Linked DNA regions of Ovis aries: region 2 is linked to region 1. The links are chromatin contacts, called in public Hi-C maps. All regions are on one chromosome and are shown on one strand. The core of a region is the stretch at or near the end of the contact, and the rest is flanking DNA. Distances in the headings are between cores, read along the strand shown.

Evidence for each region. Hi-C and Micro-C count contacts between places; a contact is called where the count stands out from the background.
Region 2: a contact with region 1 is called in a Hi-C map of liver, with 4 times the contacts expected there. The contact joins the enhancer-like site here to the promoter of SS18L1 in region 1. A contact is called at or near these places in 14 of 16 Hi-C or Micro-C datasets (blood, hypothalamus, liver and 6 more).

What each region holds. Positions count from the first base shown.
Region 1 is chr13:54,745,205-54,750,783 of ARS-UI_Ramb_v3.0, reverse strand. It overlaps SS18L1 (SS18L1 subunit of BAF chromatin remodeling complex), which reads left to right and starts at 2,931. Exons shown (of 12, transcript XM_060396943.1): 1 at 2,931-3,089. It overlaps PSMA7 (proteasome 20S subunit alpha 7), which reads right to left and starts at 2,591. Exons shown (of 7, transcript XM_027976982.2): 1 at 2,429-2,591; 2 at 338-464. The coding sequence starts at 2,524. TRNAE-UUC (transfer RNA glutamic acid (anticodon UUC)) reads right to left here and starts at 964; the gene lies at 893-964.
Region 2 is chr13:54,819,964-54,825,542 of ARS-UI_Ramb_v3.0, reverse strand. All of the region lies in intron 1 of TAF4 (TATA-box binding protein associated factor 4), which reads right to left. Among named protein-coding and RNA genes, the nearest start is that of TAF4, 31 kb to the right of the region's middle. Within about 2 kb of position 2,597, at least 4 of the 54 cell types and tissues checked have an H3K27ac peak or open chromatin away from gene starts, as enhancers often do. A contact at or near this core is called in liver, where this site is marked.

The DNA.
Region 1 (5,579 bases), core at 1,682-4,181:
CACTGCACATCCTGAGAGCAGGGCGCTGTCCAGCTTGCCCCACTTCATAGGTACACGGTTAACTGTGGACAGCTGACCTTTCTCCTGACAGCAGCAATAAGGAGACAGCACACCCCCTCTTTTTGGAACCATTGATTCATTTAGCCCCTCTGCTTCAGCCTCCTGGGGAGGATCGTACCCCTGAAACTGAGGCCAGCCCTTTTCTTCAAGACCAAATCTTTCTCTTATACGATTTCGGTTTACCCAATCACATGCCCCCCATAGCCCTTTCACTAGGTTAACCTCCAGAGGGCCGTTCTTCCAAGAGACAGGGACACAGTGCTGGCCCCAGACTCACCAGCGAATGCCATGCAGACATTATCATCCAGAGCACAGATCTTCCGCACTGTCCTTTCATCCTGCAGTTTAGCCACTGACTTCTTCTCCACACCAAGAACAACAATGTCTTTTCCTCGAACACCGACCTTCAATAAATATCAACCGGGCACTTATGAAACTGACCAGAGGTTTTGCCACATGGTCCTGTGAACACCGCTGTGGGGGCACGCACACCCTGCAAACTGTGGGCCTTAATCCACTTTTGGGAGAGCTAGCCCAGGCATCACCATCTAGGCACCTAGCCTTGTGCCTTAAAATACTGATGTGTAGTTTCAGTTACAACACAACTGAGGAAAAACTGCTATATAATCCATATGTTTGTGAACATGTGTCATTTCAACCCAGTGAATCAGAGTCTCTGTAAAGCTTGAGCATGAATCCCTAACAGTGAAGTCAGGTATTCCAAAAGCAGTGTTGCTGTGATTATGAAACTGTACCGGAACCCTTCCCTCTCTCTCCTGTGCACTTGTTTTTTCTCTTTTTTCATTATACCACCAGGCTCAAGGGATCCTAGCTCCCCGACCAGGGACTGAACCTGGGTCACAGCAGTGAAAGTACGGAGTCCTAACCACTGGACCACCAAGGAACCCCCCTCCTGCACTTTTGAAATAATGTGCACAGCGGTGGAGAAGTGCCTGGTATGGTATCAGATGAACAACACATCAACTATTACTGGGAGACCCATGGCTCTCTGCTTACGGCTGACACTATAGCAGAAAAAAAGATGTTTTAAATACATGGGGGGGAAACCACATTGGCTGCCAGTTAACCCACTCAAAGCACAGCAGACACAAATGAGACAATCACTTGTAAAAGCAACTTCTCTCAGTTTGGACAGGGTACCTCAGCCTTGGCCCTACAGGCACCTGGGCCAGCTAATTCTTCAATGTGGGGGGCCAGGTCCGAGCCCTGTTGGATGTTTAGAAATTTCCATGTCCCATGCAAAGAAGCACCATGTGGCAGCGTTTCAGATTTCAAGGAGCTTTCTCATAAACTGTCTGCAAAGGCCAGGCCCAGAGGCAGCAGTCAGGGCAAGCAGAGGCAGCCATCTGGCTGGCCCACGGTGGAGGGGTGTCCGCTGACATTCCCCCAGTAGTCTTCAAGCTGAGCTGAGGTAGGTCAGAAAGTGGATTTGGGGGCCTTAATTTCGAGATTCACGAAATAAAAAAAACTTCAAAATTCACAACCGTCTCTGCCTACTCAGGCCTCTGAAACACTAAATGATTAGGAAAACAAAAAACACAAAAACCCATCATCCAGTTTGACTGATAAACTGACAGGTTATCCTAAAGACAACAGGTATTCACACCTGAAGCAGCGGCCTAAATGACAGACCGCTCAGGTGCGACGGGACCCGAGTCGGGGGCAGGGTCCAAAGTGGGAGGACTCAGCAGTCGGACCCAGGAGGGAGCCTGCCCGCCGCGCCGGCGGCCCGGGAACTGCAGCGCCGGTGCGACACCGGCGGCCCTTTGTTCTCGAGATCGCCCCGGGTCTGGAGGGCAACTACTTTCTGGGGGCGGGGGACGACAGGGAGGGGGGAGTCGGCTACCTGGGAGCTGTCCAGACTCTGTCCGCCCCAGCCACCTACTCCTTCAAGGAGCGCCTGGGAACTAGCAAGGGCCGGGCCCTGCCTCTCTAAGCCCCGCGCCCTCGCACCGCCCCAGGCCCCCCAGGCCGCGCAGGGGCTCCCGCCAAGATGGCGTCGGCGGCAGGCGCGCGCTCGGCTCTGGACACGGCGCGGGGAAGCGAAGCCCGCAGCCAGCAGAGCCCTTGTCTCGGCACCAGCAGCCCCGCTCGGCCATACGCGGAAGCCGGCTCCTGGAGAGCCGCCCGGCCTGCCCTCGCAACCGCCGCTTGCGGCGCTCCTTTCTCGCAGTGGCGCCCCAGTCCCAGCTTCCGTGTGCGCCCCAGGCCACCATGCCTCCCTGGGCCCCGAACCACTGCGCGCCCGTCAGCGTGGCCCCCGGGGAAGCGGGTCGGCGAGACGCGCCCGGGCCCCACCCAGCCGCCCGGGCCTCTGCCGCCCCCCGCGCCCCGCCTCCCCGCTCACCGCGGTCGAGCCCTTCTTCACGGCCTCCTGCGCGTACTCCACTTGGAAAAGGTGGCCGTCGGGCGAGAAAACGGTGATGGCGCGGTCGTAGCTCATGCCTGCGGAACGACGCGACCGGGCCCGGGAAAAGCGCACACTCACGGCCGCGCAGCCGGCGATTCACAACGTTGCTGCGCCGGCGCCGCGCGCGCCCGCCCGCCCCCGGCGCCCCCGATTACGCTAGCGGCGTAAGGCGGCGTTCTGGGGCGTCAGGCGGTGCTGGGCTGACGTGCGCGCGCAACGGGGCGGGGCCCGGCCGAACCACAGGCGGCCGGGCGCGGGGGGTGGCGCGGCTGCCGCGGGCTGGGCGCGGGACACGGAGCGGTCTCCCGGGGGCGCGGTGCGGGGCTCTGCCTCAACCTGAGGCGGCGCACGAGACAGGGGCGCGGAGGGCTTCAGGGCGAAGCGGCAGCGGCGGGGCGGACGAGCCCACAATGCAGCTTCCCCCGCGCCCCCCGCCCCCCAGCGACTGCGGAGAATGAGCGCCTCCGGCTGCCGATAGCAGCCGGAGAATAAACCCCGATGATCTAGGGCTGATCCCGCGCCCGCTACCATGTCGGTGGCTTTCGCATCCGCCCGGCCGAGAGGCAAAGGCGAGGTCACGCAGCAAACCATCCAGAAGGTGGGCTGGGGGCCCCGGGCTGGGCCCGGGAGCCGCTGGGTGCGGGCGGGCGCCCGGCCGGGTCGAGGGTAGCCGGCGGACGCGGGGAGCGAACAAAGCCGGGGCGCAGGCGACCGCAGCGACCCCGCCGGGGCCCCGCGCGCGCTTAGCCGCCGACGTGCGCCAGCTTGGGCGGGGGCGAGCGTGGGCCGTCAGCAGGGCGCGGGGCCGCCCGCGGGGTGGTGTCGGCGGATCCAAGCCGGGAATGACCCTGGGCCACGCCGGGCACGGTGGGGACCCGCCGCTTTCGGGACCAGGGGCCCCGGGCAGGGGCGCAGGGTGGCGGAACAGACTGCCCAAGGGGTGGTGTCCGAAAGATGCTGCTCGCGGGATGGTATCCTCGGATCCAACCCGGAATCGACTGCGGGCCGCACGGGCACAGTGGTGACTCACCATCTTTGGGGCCACAGTCCATGGGCAGGGGTGCAGGGCGGTGGGACCAGGCGCCCACCGAGTGGTGTCCGCCGGCCACCCCGCGCGCACAGGGGATCCGCTTCGCTGGCGAAAGCGGTGGCGCTGCGTGGTGGGCGGCCCTGGCCCCTACGCGCACCTTGACTGGTTGAGGGGCGCACGGGGCGACAGGAATAGGTCCCAGCAGCCGGCCCCTACCGCCCCCTTAAGTGCTGGCACTCGGAGGCACAAAGGGGCGCATCCAGAGGGTGGGACGCAGTTCAGCAGCCCCGCAGCCCTTCTAGGAGCGCGCTACACCCCGGGGCCGACCTGCCGGCCAGATCTTGCTGCCCTTATTCGCGTGTCAAATTGTCTTTCAGTGTGACAGCTAGCTAGCCTCTCACCTAACAGAAACTTTACACATTCGCTTTACAGCCTTGCCCACGTTCTTTAAGTTCGGCCTTGTGGTTTTCTAGAGATAACCTCCCCGTTGGTTTGGGGGCACCTTTAACAAAGCCTTAAGTTATGAAAATAAAGATTTCAGTTTTCCTACTGTTTTTCCTTAGAAGATAAGCTCAGAAGAAAGAGAGTGTTAGTCATTGCCGCTTGAATTTTTTTGGTGTTTTTGACAGCTATGTTACTTTCTTTTCTAACCTGCGGTCCTCTGCAGTATGCCTTGCTTTCTGTGAGCCTGTTTTTCCCCTGAAGGGATTCACTTCAATGGCCGCGGCCCTTCTTCCTTGATGACCTGCGGGAACCTGGTGGACTTCTCAGCCTCTTGACTGTTTGAGACGACTTTTGCCGTGACTGGTTTTGACAAACGAGGAGCCTCATAAATGCTAAATGGGGAAGAGAGGACTTAAGAAGCAGGAGAAATACAGGTTTAAAAGTAGAGCATTCTTATTTGTTTGGTTAACCCTTATGGGGTGCTCACTGGCCTTATTCTAAGGGCTTTGCAGGTCTCAACTCGTTTAATGTCTCGAGTTACTATCGTCCCCATTTTACAGATCAGGAGACAGGTATAGGGAGGCTGCGTGCCTGCTGGTACACGATAGAGCTAGGAGTCACACCTGGACAGCAGCTCCAGGGTCTTCCCTGACAGTGACACTCTGTGTCAGACTCTTGGTTGGGCAGAGAGTCAAGCATGTGACCCAGATGCAGATGTTGGCAGCCCAAGGGGCTCTGAGGACCCTGGGTTTTGGAGTTAAGTGTGACGAGTGCAGTCACTGTTCCTGAAGCTGCCTTGGCGTCAGCGTTTATCCAGTTCTTTGCACTTTGCAAGTCTCTAGGCAGAAGTGTGTGAGCACTGCTCCCAAACATCAGATCAGAAAGACTGCATCGCAGGGTAGGTCTGCATGCTGACCGTTGGGGATGAGTCTTCGGCTTAGGCTGTCATCTGGTTTGACCTTTTAGGGCTAGGGGTCTGTGTAGTCACCTTAGTGTTTTGTCAGTGTATATACGCAGAGCTCTCTTACTGGTATTCTGAGAGGGCATCAGAGATACATGTTCTGCACTCATGAGCTGTGTCCACAGTATGTGCTCATGCTCAGAGCGTTGAGAAAAAGCCAGGGGTTCCTTGGAAGCTTACTTGGTAGTGAGACAGCAGGGAGTACGCTCTTGTCCTTAGAGTATGTTTGGATAGGAGCTTGCCAGGCAAACTCCTACTCAACCTTCAAGGCCTCACTGAAATGCCCCTTCCTTATGCACCCTTGGCAGTCATGTGGTAAGGGCAGCATTTTGACATGTCACTTGGGCTCCCAAGTTTTGTGTTGCTGACCCGTTCTTGTTGTGTCCCCAGGCTGGCACAGTGTCAGTGCCTAGCATGTGCTGGAACATCTGTGACCCTGATTCCATCAGTCAAGTGTTTGGGATAGGCAGTAGTAGTCACTTCCTACGGCTGTCATAACAGATTACCACAAACAGGGTCATTTAAAACAGCTGCAATTAATTTTCTTACAGTTCCAAGGGCTGGAAACCCAAAGCCATGGTGTTGGCAGTGTTGCTTCCTTTCTGGGGTTCCAGGCCAGGATCTATTCCAGGCTTTTCTCTTGAGTTTCTGGT
Region 2 (5,579 bases), core at 1,348-3,847, 75 kb before region 1:
TCAAGGGAACAGGGCAGCCCAGCAGGCCCCCCAGTTTCCACAGCTGGACACCCCAATTTCAAACTGATGCCTACACTTTATCGAATACTTGCTTATTTGCTTAAAAAATCATGTTCGCAGAAATTCAAAGGAATATTTAAATAACATTCGAGAAAAGCAATGTGATTAATATGCCAATCAAGTGACAGTGGTCTTTTGGACACAAAAGTCTAAAAAAACAGACTGGGCCATGCAGTGTGCCGATAGCGAGAGTGAAAGCTGAGGACAGAGGCAAAGCTCCTGCCAAGGAGTGACGTGGGACTCTCAGTGATGAGACCTCTCGGCGGCATCAGCAACGTCTCCAGTGGGAACAGACCCGGGAAAGAGAGAACCAGGACAGCTGTTCCGGGCATGAGGGCCACGGGTGGAACCAGCCAGCAGCATTATGGGTGGCAGCTCCAGAGGCGTGGCAGCTTCCCTGGGTACCACGCATACAGCCACTGCCTCCGAAAGAAGTGGAGTCAGGAATGCCTATGACACCTGGGAGAATCTGCCACACAGTCATGACATCATCACACTCTCTAGACCTCATAAATTCTGGTTATAATGCTCATTTCTAACAGATGACTGCAGTACCACTCAAAGGCAAAGAAACACAACTGTCTCAAAATGTAACTTAAACAAACTTTAGATAAAAGATCACAGAAAAGCAACCGTCTCTGTTCACAACAGCAGCACCCTGTCTGGGACTCCCAGCACTCTGGCCCCAGGGAGGACCAGGAGGCCATCTGAGCCGTCATCCCTCTGCCGGCGCCAAGCCAGCTCTGGGAGCGGTCAGGGAAGGGCCCCTGCAGGCGCCACCCTCCCGCCCTACAGACACACAGCCCCCAGGTCCCCCGCACACACACCCTGGCAGCCTGGCTGCACCATGGACCCCACCAGGCCCCTCCCTGCACCCCTCACCCCCAACTCAGAGTGCTCTGGAACCAAAACCAGCCAGTGTGCACAAGCGACAAGCATGACACGGCGAGCTCACACAGCAGAAAGCCACTCAAACTTTCATGTTAGATGATGCTAACATCCTTCTTAGTGCAGAGACAAGCGTTCATGAGGGCAGACTTGAGAAACGCAGAGACGAACCCGGAAGACGGAACTCTCAGGAGCCCGCCCCCTCTGGCTACAAGACTTTGAGTTTCTTTCCACCCTCTGTTCTATGAGCACGTGTACAACATATGTGTTTTGATAACCGTAAAGAAAATTGGGGTAATTCTGTTGATATTCAGCTTGGTGTTTTCTTTTCAAAACCATAATTTTCAGTGGCTACGTATTTCATCCAAAATGTATTTATAATTTCTTTATTGATGAAGGCAGGCAATTTTATACTTTTTGTCATTGTCAGAGCTCAGGATTTTACAGAAAGACACGCAGCATAAACCCACAGCACCCGTGTTAAGGCCGTGCTGCGTGTACTCATACCTAAGACAGACACAACACCACCTGTTTGGGAGGCTGGGCACCCACGGGCACAGAACGCAGGGAGCTCTGTGGTGTGGGGTGGGGCTGGGGCACATCCTCGTCACAGCCCGAGCACAACAACAGTCCTTAGGACTAAACGAGCCCCACCCTCCTCCAAGAACCAGAGTTCAAGATCAACTCCAGCATTTGTACCCAAGGTTACAGTTTCCCTGATCCCTTTCATACCAACATTTTTCACTGTATTTTTTACCAAAATGTAGGTCAGCCAGAGCTACACGACAAATAGGCATTTTCCACTCCACCTGGGATCCTCCACCTGGAAGTCACCACTTCTGGGGAGACATTCTTAGCATGGCCTTCAGTGCTCAGCCCCGCCCTTTCCCCCAAGACACAGGCATGTCCTTCGGCTTCAGCTGGGGGGGGTCCCAGGCCTGGCGAACGGCCCAGCTGCACTGGCACAAGCAGGGAACAGCAGTTGGGCTGGAGGGGCCAGAGCCTTCCCTGCCCTCCCACCCACCCCCAACAAGCACTGCTAGCACCATCACTGGCCAGATGGCTCGGAGAGTCTGCAGAGACGGTGCGATGAACAGCAGACCCTCCATCACCAAGATGCAAAATAAAACTGCCCCTGAACCCTGACATGGACGCTGAAGAAGCCAGAATCGGACCAGAAGCAGAGGAATGCAGAGAGGCGTGACACAGCCAGAGAACGAGAGCGTCATGCAGGGAACCAGGGAGGGACTTCAGGTCTGGACCATCCAGACCCCAGGCCACAGCAGCAGCAGAGGAGCCCGGCCTCGTGGAGCATCTCTGAGACCCACGCCCAAGAGAACAGCCACCGGCCAGGGTGTGACGGGGACCTCCTGCCACACCACCCGCAGTCCTGCCGGGGCCCCTCTACCACGTGCCTGTGGGACGGGGTCCCCCAACTACTCTACCGGAAGCAAACTCAGCCAGACACCAGCACAGATACCAGTGACGCTGACTTAATTACAGCCTAAACATTCTTTCACTCTTAGGGCTGCCTGCCTTTTAAACCACCTAAAAGAAAGTGCCTAAACCCACAGAGCTCAGACTCCAGGAAGGCTGGTGGCCGGGTCAGACGTGTGGGAGGCGGGGCTCCTGTGTCCTGGCCTCACCTCAGCCTCACAGGACCTGAGCACTGAGGGCGGAGCAAGACTGCTGCAAACGTAAAGAAGCGTTTGCCTGCCTGCACTGTCAGTGCTTTCAAAGCGGAAGGTGAGGAAACCTTTGATCAAAACAAACAACAACAGGGCTTCTCTGGTGGCTCAGTGCCAAAGAATCCACCTGCCAATGCAGGAGACACGGGTTCGATCCCTGGTCTGGAAGATTCCACATGCCTGGGAGCAACTACTCCCACGCAGCACAGCTACTGAGCTTGTGCTACAGAGCCGGGGAACCGCAGCTCCCGAAGCCCCCAGCCTCAGCGCCGCGCTCTGCCACGAGAGAAGCCCCGCCACGAGAAGCCTGCGCACCGAACTAGAGAGGAGCCCCTGCTCGCTGCAACCAGCGCGAAGCCCACGCGGCAATGAGTCGGCACAGCCACAAGTAAATGCGCAAATAAAACAATCTAAAAACAACAAGAAAAGCCCCGGGCAGGCAGACCCCACCCACTTCTTCCAGCTCCAAGTCAGGTTTCCCCCACACAAACATGGCTCAGGGTCATGGCAGAGCACGGCTGGAGATTCAGGACTCCACACCTGATTTTCACTTCACATCACACAGTGACTTTCAAAATTTTGATGAAACCAAGAATCGGCTCTAAGTAAGGTAAGGCATCACTGGGCCTCAGAGGCTGCGCCTCAGGACCTCACTCCCAGGTGGACATACATGTACTTACGGCTGATTCATGCTGTACAACAGAAAGCAAACGACACTGTAAAGCAACTACCCTGCAATTAAAAATAAGGAAAGAAAAGAAGCTGACTGCTGTGCACACACACGGCAGCAGAGCTGTCCCCACAGGACAGGCTGGAGAATAAGTACCAGGACGAGGTGGGCGGTGGGGGGTCAGGGCTGGAGGGGGTCTTTCCCACACCAAGCACGTCCACACAGCCTGAAATTCAGAAATGGACCTGCTTAGAGTACAATTTCTGAAAACAAAACTTTACCCCAAACTTGACTAAACAGTCAGTAACCACAACTGTCTTACCTACTTTAAAAATTGACCATAAAAATGTCCATCAAGCAATTCCCAAAAACACCACAAAGGGCCAAAGAGCAGATGCTTAACCTCGCAGGTTTCAGGCAAGGACCGTCCCCCAGACACAGCTCAGTGTCCTTTCTACCTTCAGCCCTGGCACGGGCAGGGGCGTGGGGCACGCACCAACACCGCGGTGCATGCCCCTGGACCCGGCCACTGCAGTGCGGGGTCCCTGTGCGGCGGCACCCGCCTTCAGGGCTCAGGCAGCCGCACCCCTGCTGCACGTGCCCACACGCAGCCCACCTGTGCGCCAGCAGGGACGCGTGCCTTGGACGTGCGATGGGACGGGATGTGAGAAGACGATGGCACCACAACACACGTGACCAGCTCTCGGAAAAGTCACGTGTGCGCACTCAGTTATGTACCTGAGAGACAAAAACCCGGTCTAGACACACCTCAGGGTATTGTCCTCCAGGGAAAGACCCAGGTTCACCGTTGTTTAGACTAGCACTGGGACCGCCCTGTCACTTCAGTGACACCCCATAAAGGAAGACAACCCCAAGAAGTGCCGGGGTGCCAGAGCCCCCCAGCCCAGAGGTCCTCTCAACCCTTGGGGCGGCCTCCACTTCCCTCCTCCCCAAGGCCCTCCTCCACGAGGTCCACCACCGAGGACGCCACCCGCGAGCCTCAGCAGCCAGCGCTGCCCCGCCCCGTCTCGGACGCTGCACTCGGCTCCTGTGTCCTGGGCCGGCTCTGTGGCTCCAAGTGCCTGTCACCTCGCTCCTTTCTGGGTGACAGAAGGAACACAATGCCACAGAAGGACACGGTGTGTGCCCCTAGGGGCACAGCACGACGGAGGGAAGGTCTCCCTCCAGCTTGACACAGGCCTCACCCGACACGGTGGCACGCATCCACGCAGCTGCCCAACGAGGTGCCTTGGCCCAGTGCCCTCACCCCCGCACGTCCACGCACAGCAAACGGGAAACCACCGTATGACCGGCGGGCCTCTCCACGCACCTGTGGAGGACGCCTCTGTGCAGTGTGCCGCTGGCCCGGATCCCCCTCTGCCTCTCTGCTGTCCACATCTCAGTCAGCCCAGAGCGGTTCTCAGCCCCTCAGGTTTTCAAGAGTCCTGCAACCCACAGGTCTCAGAGGCTTCCCCAAGCTCTTCTGGAGGCCCTGAACCTCCCTCTGCACCCTGGAGCTGGTGCCGAAAGCCTGCGCCCATCGGCTGCCAGGGCGGCCATGATGAGAGGTCAGTCAGCATCCCGAGGGCCTGGGGCCCCTGCCTGCAGCCTCCCCGAACTTCTGGAAGAAAGCCAGAACATGCTTCACTGCGACCCACGTCCCGAGTTCTGAACACTCCGTGCTAGCAGACAACTTGCATCCACGCGTGACTCAACGCAATCCCTCTTGCCTGCAGATCTCTGCTCCCTTCGCTTTGACTAGCAGCAGCCAGTCTGTGCCCCCAGCCCCCGCCACACAGCACCGAGAGACCCCAGGTGGGCACTTCTCCACTCAACCCAGTCCACCCTATCTTTCCTTTATCTTCCCTTTCCTCAAACTTTCCCTTAACTTTATCTTCTGTATTTATTATTCACTTTCTGTTCCTTCTTGGGGGTAAGAACGTGTGTAAGTAAGTAAAAGAACCAGCAGATGCTCCTCCCAGAACAGGGGAGGGGGTGCAGCCAGGAGGCAGGGACCTGAAGCACCCCCTTCTCTCCACAAAGCTGTGCATGTCGAGAGCCGCTCCAGAGACACGGCAGGAGAGGAACACACAGGACGCTCTGGAGGAACCTTCAGGCCCTTCTCAAGGTCAATAAGGGATGAGAACCCCTCTTCCAGACAGTGTGCTCAGCAGGCTCTGACTCTGAGGACGCGTCAGTACCAGCTTCTCCAGCCTGAACGCCACAGATGTGTCCATCTCCACCCTCTCACATGCTCAAGGGCTCAGTAAGTC